2 separate regions of the Rattus norvegicus genome follow, and region 1 is linked to region 2. A link is a contact called in public Hi-C data. All regions are on one chromosome and are shown on one strand. Each heading gives the region's core, a stretch centred on a gene start, on an enhancer-like site or on the middle of the called end of the contact. The rest is flanking DNA. Distances are from core to core; before and after follow the strand shown. Region 1 has its middle 86 kb from the start of Ctxn3. Region 2 overlaps LOC100910150.

The links. A called contact is a pair of places that touch in the nucleus more often than the background predicts.
Region 1: a Hi-C map of mammary epithelial cells shows a contact between it and region 2, with 3 times the contacts expected there. The contact joins two enhancer-like sites. A contact is called at or near these places in 10 of 12 Hi-C or Micro-C datasets (the A7r5 cell line, the Rat2 cell line, Schwann cells and 6 more) and 1 of 1 datasets of contacts at active chromatin or transcription factors (oligodendrocytes).

What each region holds. Positions count from the first base shown.
Region 1 is chr18:53,213,315-53,216,890 of GRCr8, reverse strand. No RefSeq gene overlaps it. Among named protein-coding and RNA genes, the nearest start is that of Ctxn3, 86 kb to the right of the region's middle. Within about 2 kb of position 1,485, at least 15 of the 93 cell types and tissues checked have an H3K27ac peak or open chromatin away from gene starts, as enhancers often do.
Region 2 is chr18:53,059,206-53,062,834 of GRCr8, reverse strand. All of the region lies in intron 3 of LOC100910150, which reads right to left. Among named protein-coding and RNA genes, the nearest start is that of Prrc1, 50 kb to the right of the region's middle. Within about 2 kb of position 2,259, at least 39 of the 93 cell types and tissues checked have an H3K27ac peak or open chromatin away from gene starts, as enhancers often do.

The DNA.
Region 1 (3,576 bases), core at 236-2,735, 150 kb before region 2:
CAGAATCCTGGGCCTCCGCCACTGAAATCAATGGACCACCATAGGATAAAGGACAGAGGGAGGTTTCGAGGACACAAGAGATTTGGCTTCTAGAGCAAAGTGTGCCCTGTAGAGCTGCGTAGCTCCCTCCAAAGTTTGCCTGTAGGGGATGAATGAATATCTTAGGCCTAGAACAGTGTTGGTAAAGGCAATGTGGAGCCCAAAGTCCTCCTTACACCAGAGTGATTCAGTAATTTTAAGAGTAGAGTCACAACTTGTCAAAAAACAGAAAACACTTGTGTGATGTCGAGCCCCAACTGATACATTTTACACAAAAAGCCCTAAACTTAAATCTCAGGAAAACATCCCAGAAGAGGAGTAGAAAAATTTTAAGAGTTCGAGCACTGAGACAGTGTTTTCTAGGAACGATAGAGGAGTCGTATCAAAATCGCAACCATATGGTTGATTAAGCAAAACCTGAAAAATGACACCACCAATTGACATAGCAGAGTAGGTGAGGGATTCTTGAGAGGTTTTATTCATAGAAGAACTACAGGCAATCAATGGCTACTGTGAGGTAGGGTCTCAAGTCTTCTTCAAGGATAACCCCTGCCCCCAAAGATTCACCAATCCCAAGAGATCAGCCCTAAATACGCATGAGCAACACTGAGTGATCTCAGCAGGGTGTACTTACAAGTGTATACGTATATGTATAATAATGATACTTTAGTGGGCTCAAATGTTCTCAAAAAAGCAGCCTCGAAGGCGGTCCCTGGATATTCATACTTAGGAATAAACCCGTGCTGCAGGACATTTTTTTTTCAGAAATGGAAAATCATCAAGAGGCCAAACTATCACACAGAAGTATGTGGAGCTGGCTCCATTGCCGGGGAGAATCATCTTGCCTGGAGTTGGATATCAAGAGAAAAGTTTTAAAAATCTGTGTCAAGATCGGTTAATCCATTTCTTAGTTCTTTTCCTCCAAACACCCGAACTTCCCCAACCAAGAAGTTTAAATGTGTAAGACAGAGACGCTCTGTGATGTAAAGCGAAGCCAAAGAGACTGCTACTGAAGACTGGAAGCAAAGGGCTTTCATGAAGACAGTATGAGGGACTCATCCTACAGTCCAGGGGCAGCAAAGCCCCAGGAAACTGTAAAATGCAGGGTCTGCACCTGCGCATGCGCCCAGGCACAAGCTGTTCTCCCCTATTTTCTTAAGCATCCCAGTGGCTCCCTTCACTGACTAAGAGAAAAAGCTTATACAAAGGCAAACTTCTCAGTAAGAAGCAATTTCATTAACCAAATGAAAAAAATAAAACTTAAGAATAAATTTAGAAGTAAGCACAACATGAAGATTTGACTGGAGGGGTACCCCAAGTTCCAGAAGACCTAAGAAGGCAAAATACAGTCGGTCATTGTTCATTTTGTAGGACGGGAAGGGAAGAACTGGGATGAGTTTGACTCATGAGAATGCAGACACTGCATACTTGTGTTCCTCATAACAATGAACACTCTCGAGGGTTAAAAAATTGACAGGCATGCTCGCTTCAGCAGCACATACACTAAAAAACAATTGACGGGTAAATTATACTAATTAACAGTTTGTTGCCTGGAAACAAAAATGTGAGAATTCCATCAAAGGGTACACTTGCACACTACAGAGAGGAATGTGAATGAGTGTAGACACTGTGAAAGTCAGCATTGTGGGGTCCTCAAGAAAACAAAGCCAGAACTATCATTCCACCCACCTATACCATTCTTGGTTATTGTACCCAAAGGAGTCCAGGTCAGCATCCCTCAGAGATGCCTACACATCTATGTTTATCGCAATGATGCTCACAATAGCCAAGCTAGAGTCAGCCTCGCTGCCCACTGATGAATGGACAAAGGAAATGTGGCAAATATACACAGTGGAGTTTTATTTAGCCATAAAGAAGAACGATATGCCATAAACGGGAAAATGGATGGAACTGGAGATCATTGTGGCTTGTCATATAAGTCAGTCTCACAAAGTGCAGCATATTTTATCCTGTGCATGGAGGAAAGAAGGGAGACTTGAATATAAGGGGGACATTAGGATCTGAAAGGGAAAGGAGGACTGGAGGGAGAAGGAGGCTAACAGAGGGGATGAATGCATCAAAGTTTATTATAAGCAAGCTTGGAAATGAGTTTTTAAGAAGAATATGGTTATATGACATCACAATGCAAAGTACAAGTGATAATATTGTGTTTAAATAAGACTGATTTCTCAAAGGATAAATTCTAATAACTCAATAACTCCTATTTGTAATTTTTAACTTTAGGTCTCTTAAATGTTTCAACATAAATGTCAAGTCAATCTCTGGACATGTAGTTCAGGTGATCAAACTAAAAAACTAGTAAATAATTTTAACCATACACATATTCTTTAATTACAGTAAAAATGCCAAACTAGGTGAACTTGTATTTAGATTAATAGCTTATTTATGAAACAAGCATATACAATGTAAGCATAAACTTGTTTTTAACTGTAGAAGTTTCTCACATGAGAGTTTATAGGAAAACATATGACTTTCCCTGTTTTGTTTGTTCTCCTTAAATTCTCTAGTCTATCCCAGCTCATTCTCTGTATCCTATCGTTGGCTCTTAGTGCCTTTATTTCTGTGTCCTTAGATGACTTAACTCATCTGTGTCAGCCATTAAACTTCTTCAAACTTGGAGAGCTGGTTCAAGGTCACTAATATAATAGACTTGACTACTGCTAGTCCGGTTTGTGTGCACAGCGGTCACCTAGGACTTTACTGAGCCTGTGATTGAAGCCAAATAAATAGCTGTTGACTGATAGGGAGCTCGGCAGCTTGAAGATGGTTGTATAAAAGCGACTGTCCTCCATACTGAGTCTTGACAATGGTTTCTTTGAGCAATGCTTTCCATGTACCATGCCCATGACACGGACAGAGTTCACAGCCCTAGGAAGTCCTGTTTTCCAGGACCAAGGATGAGACTGAGGTAGCAGAGGACCTGAGGGGATAGCCATGGTTTTAGGTGGCAGTGGTGCCATTACAAAGGCCAAGCTTTAATCAAATAAAGCAGGTAAACGTGTCAACCGATTACACTCAATCAATAATAATAATTCCATTAAGCCAACTGAAAAAGAATAGTTTGGTATTATAACCTTCTAGCTGATTGAAAACAAACATCAAAAGAGAATTCTCACAGGTATAATTTGGCAACAACAAGTGGAAAGTTCAATCAGGTATAGAATTAAGCTAGCTAGTGCAGACAATACGTGCAAAAGGAAAGGTTGCTAAAAAGAAAGCAGTCATAGAGTCTACCTTTATAGGAGAGGATTTTGACACAGTTCATTTTTAGACAGTGTCTCTAAAATTCGAGACTTCTAACAGGCCAGGTACCCAGGGCCTCTCCTCAGAAGTGTAGTCACTTCTATCCATATTGGAGATTCAGAAGAGTTTGTAGTGACCAAGCTTTTTGTTTGATATTTCATCTCTTCATTGATGCTGTCTGTTCTTTTTCTCTCGGCTTGGTAGACGTCCATGGGCTTCTATGTCTTCACCTGTCTGCTGTCTGCTCAGAGTCCCTTCAGATTCAGGTCTGTC
Region 2 (3,629 bases), core at 1,010-3,509:
TTGCCTCTGGAGTAGGCAGTGTTGTGAGTAGCTGTTCAATACTCAGCCTTTCTGCAAAGGATGATCATAGGAAGTTTCTCGTTCACCATCCTGCTGTCACTTATAAACACAAAGGACCAGACTTTTTGGCTGGGCTAAAAGGATACATGGGGATGATTGCTGAAGTGAGCCAGACTCCTTTTCTTTATTCTGGGAAACCGGATTAATGAAATAACCATTATGAAACACCTCAGAGTACCCATAGTAAAATCAGCAGAAATAATCTTCATTCGTAAAGCATATATCAAGTCTCACTGTGTTCTGGGCACTAGGCTATTTGCTGATGATGCAGATAGGAAAAAGAATTTTCTCTTTCCCTTGGGCATGCAGGTGTAACTATTCAAACAGGTGCAAGGTATGAATGTAGTGATCATGGGAGCAAAGTGAATAATAAAAACAATAAATTACAAGCTTATTAAGTTTTGATTCTAACGGGTTACTGGAGTTGTGACTATAACCACAGGAGGCGGATACAGGGAATGTGAACACCAGAGAGCCAAGAGATAGGTGGTTTCTGTGTGGGACTGATGTGGTGGCAACCCGTGCTGTGGGAACTAGAAGGGCGTTCGCTTCTGGGGCTAACCATGGCAGCAAGATTGGTTGGAGACATTTTGCGGATCGAGATGAAAATACCCCACAGATGTCACATGGCCCTACGGTGTTGGAAATAGCATAAGTTGGTGCATTTTGTTTTTATTTTTACCACTACAGCAAAGTCTGTAAAAGGTAGTAGAGGGGATTACTATCCTCATTCGTAGACAGAAAAGGTAGAGTCCAAAGTTGAAAGTGTAGTTCTAGAGTTGTATTTGTTGGCTAGCCAATGACAGAATGTTTGCAGTGATGATAAGGCCAACATATAGTACAGACAATGCTACACCGCACAATTTTGTTTCTATCTCGAACATATTTTCTGGTTCCCTTGCAACTAGGAGGGACCCTGTATCACAAAGTGTTGTGATACCAGTCATAGGCTCCACCTTAGAACATCAAAGTAGTCATCTACGTCCTCTCTACCAAAAGTTGATGTCTTAGTCATTGTTCCATTGCTATGAAGAGACACTATGACCAAGGTAAGTCTTATAAAAGAATTGTATTTATCTGAGGGCTTTCCTACAGCTTCAGAGAGTTAGCTGATTTCATCATAGTAGGAAGAGTAGTGGTAGTGAGGTAGGCAGTTAGGCAGGCAGAGGGAGGGAGAGAGGGAGAGACGTGAGAGGACCTGTGGTGGACTTTTGAAACCTCAAAGCTGACCCTCAATGACACATCTCTTCCAAAAAGGCCATACCTCCTAACCCTTGCCAAAGAGTTGCACTAACTACAGACCAAGCATTCAAATATATAAGCCTATGGGAACCATTCTCGTCGAAGCCACCACAACTGAGACGTTTCAACCATGTTGTGAAAGGTTCTTGAATACCTGCATCCGTAAGTTTCCCAAGGGAGCATTCCTGAATGAGAAAGCAAAATGACAGTCTCACAGCAACTCTGAAATTGCTCCGGTGCAAAAGTCAGCCTATCCTGATGAATACACTGTAACCTCAGAGGCTGACGGGAGACATACTGAGGTAAAGGGATCGCAGAACCCTCTCAAGAACCCTATAGCTATTGTTGCACCCATAGCCATGATACAAAGAAGCAAACACACATTCAGGTAGAATTAAAGGGGATTTGCTGAGCAGAGAGATGGAAACTGGAGTCACAATAGCAGGAGTAGGAATTCTGAGCAGAGTAGGGGGAAGAAAGACAAGAAAAGAAAGCTAGCCAGGTGTTGTGGGGATCACAGCACTAGGGAGGCTGAACATGGAGGGGAGGAATCATGGCTGGAGCCAACACGGTCTCCATAGCAAGACCCTTTCTAAAATCGTTTCAAGAGAAGAAAAGAATGGAGACTGGGGATATAGCTTGGTTGGGAGAGCACTTCCCTAGCACTAACAAAGTTCTGGGTCTGGTCCCCAGCACTGAATAAACTGGGCTTGGTGGCACACAGCTGTAACCTCAACATTCAAGGGGGTACAGGCAGAAGGACCAGAAGCTCAAGGGAATCCTCACCTATGTGGTACATTGAAGGCCAGCCGGGGGCTACGTGAGATCCCATGTGAAAAGCAAAAACTGAAAAGAGAAAAAGAAAGGGAGGGAAGGAAGTGGGGGAGGGGGAAGGGGAGGAAGGGACATATAGGGACAAAAAAAAAAGTCAAATAGTGGTCACTCAGCAGCCAACTGGTGCTGCTAAGAGCAGGGTGGCTGAGTCCAGGGCTCCTGCTGACAGCTGCTCGCAGCTCTCTGCTGTTTCTCTCCAGTCCATTCCAGATCCAGGTGGAGAAACATGAGTCCCTCGTTTGTTATAAGCTGTTGAAAGCTCCTTCCTGGACACTTGTTTTTACTACTTGAAATGTGTTTCTTTCAGCACCTTCCGGTCACAGGAATGGTCTTAGGAAGGGAAGGGAGCAGAAATCTCCATAGGGGCCGACTAACAAAGAACAGAGCTCCCTTTGTGTCTTGGAGCTGGGGTGGAACAAAGGACAAATGTGCAGGGCTCTCCTATGAGCCACTCTGAGCAGTAGACAGTTAATTCCCTGGTCCTAGAGTTGGTACCCATGGCTAAGCAATAGTCTTCCTGAGTCGTTTGGAGGGATGCTGTAGCCTTGACCTCCTCATCACCATCATTAGGACAGCCCAAAGACTGCCTGGAGTGTGTGTGGGTGGGGTGGGGGGCATAGAGTTCAGTGACTTCTCATTAGCTCTGCCAGCTTGCTAACCTTTGCCAAGTCAGCTTTCTAAGTACTGAGTCTGTGAGACAGTTAAGTACAGGTTTTGTTTATGAGATAAAAAGAAAATGTATCTCCAACTGGAATGGACCCAATTGATCTCATTTATAATACAATCTTATCAATGGTGATTAGTAGTAGTAGTAGTAGTAGTAGTAGTAATGCCATGTATCTGATAACCCAGCTGTTGGTATTTCCAGGCCAAAAAGAAACAAAAAACAAAAAACAAAAAACACTCATGCCCCAAAAATAGAAGTGGCTAAAACAAGAAAAAACTAACACAAGACTCAGAAAAAATAAAATGCAGATACATTGATGAGATTTATCAAATCTTTTCAGTGGTATAGTCTTGTTCCAGAAATCCTTCTGTCCAAGGGTCCCTGCCACCTACCGACCATGAGGCTTTCTTTACCAGACCCTCTATCCGCACAGTAGGCATTGGAGCCCATGCTTCCAGGTAGCTATTAAAGTCCCAAGCATCTAGGAGCCTAGTATGTGAAAAGTGAAGTTCATTATCCCCCGGTGCCCTTTGTCCTGAAAAGGAATTCATATCTACTTATATGTGTGTGTAATCAAAACCTACTTGTCTATGGCTTCAGAAAAACAGCAAATCAGCCTAGGCTAACTGAGGATTAGGACTGAGCCTATAAAGAGTCCTATTCATTCCTTCAGGGTTCCAGAGAAGCCCATGGTCCAACTGTCCGTTGACAGTCTTGCTTTAAAAGAACATCTCACAACTGCTGCTAAAGATATGTTTTCATCCTATTAAACAAACACCGGGAGACAGGAAACCAGCACAGGAGGAAATGTCAAATTCATCAGAGC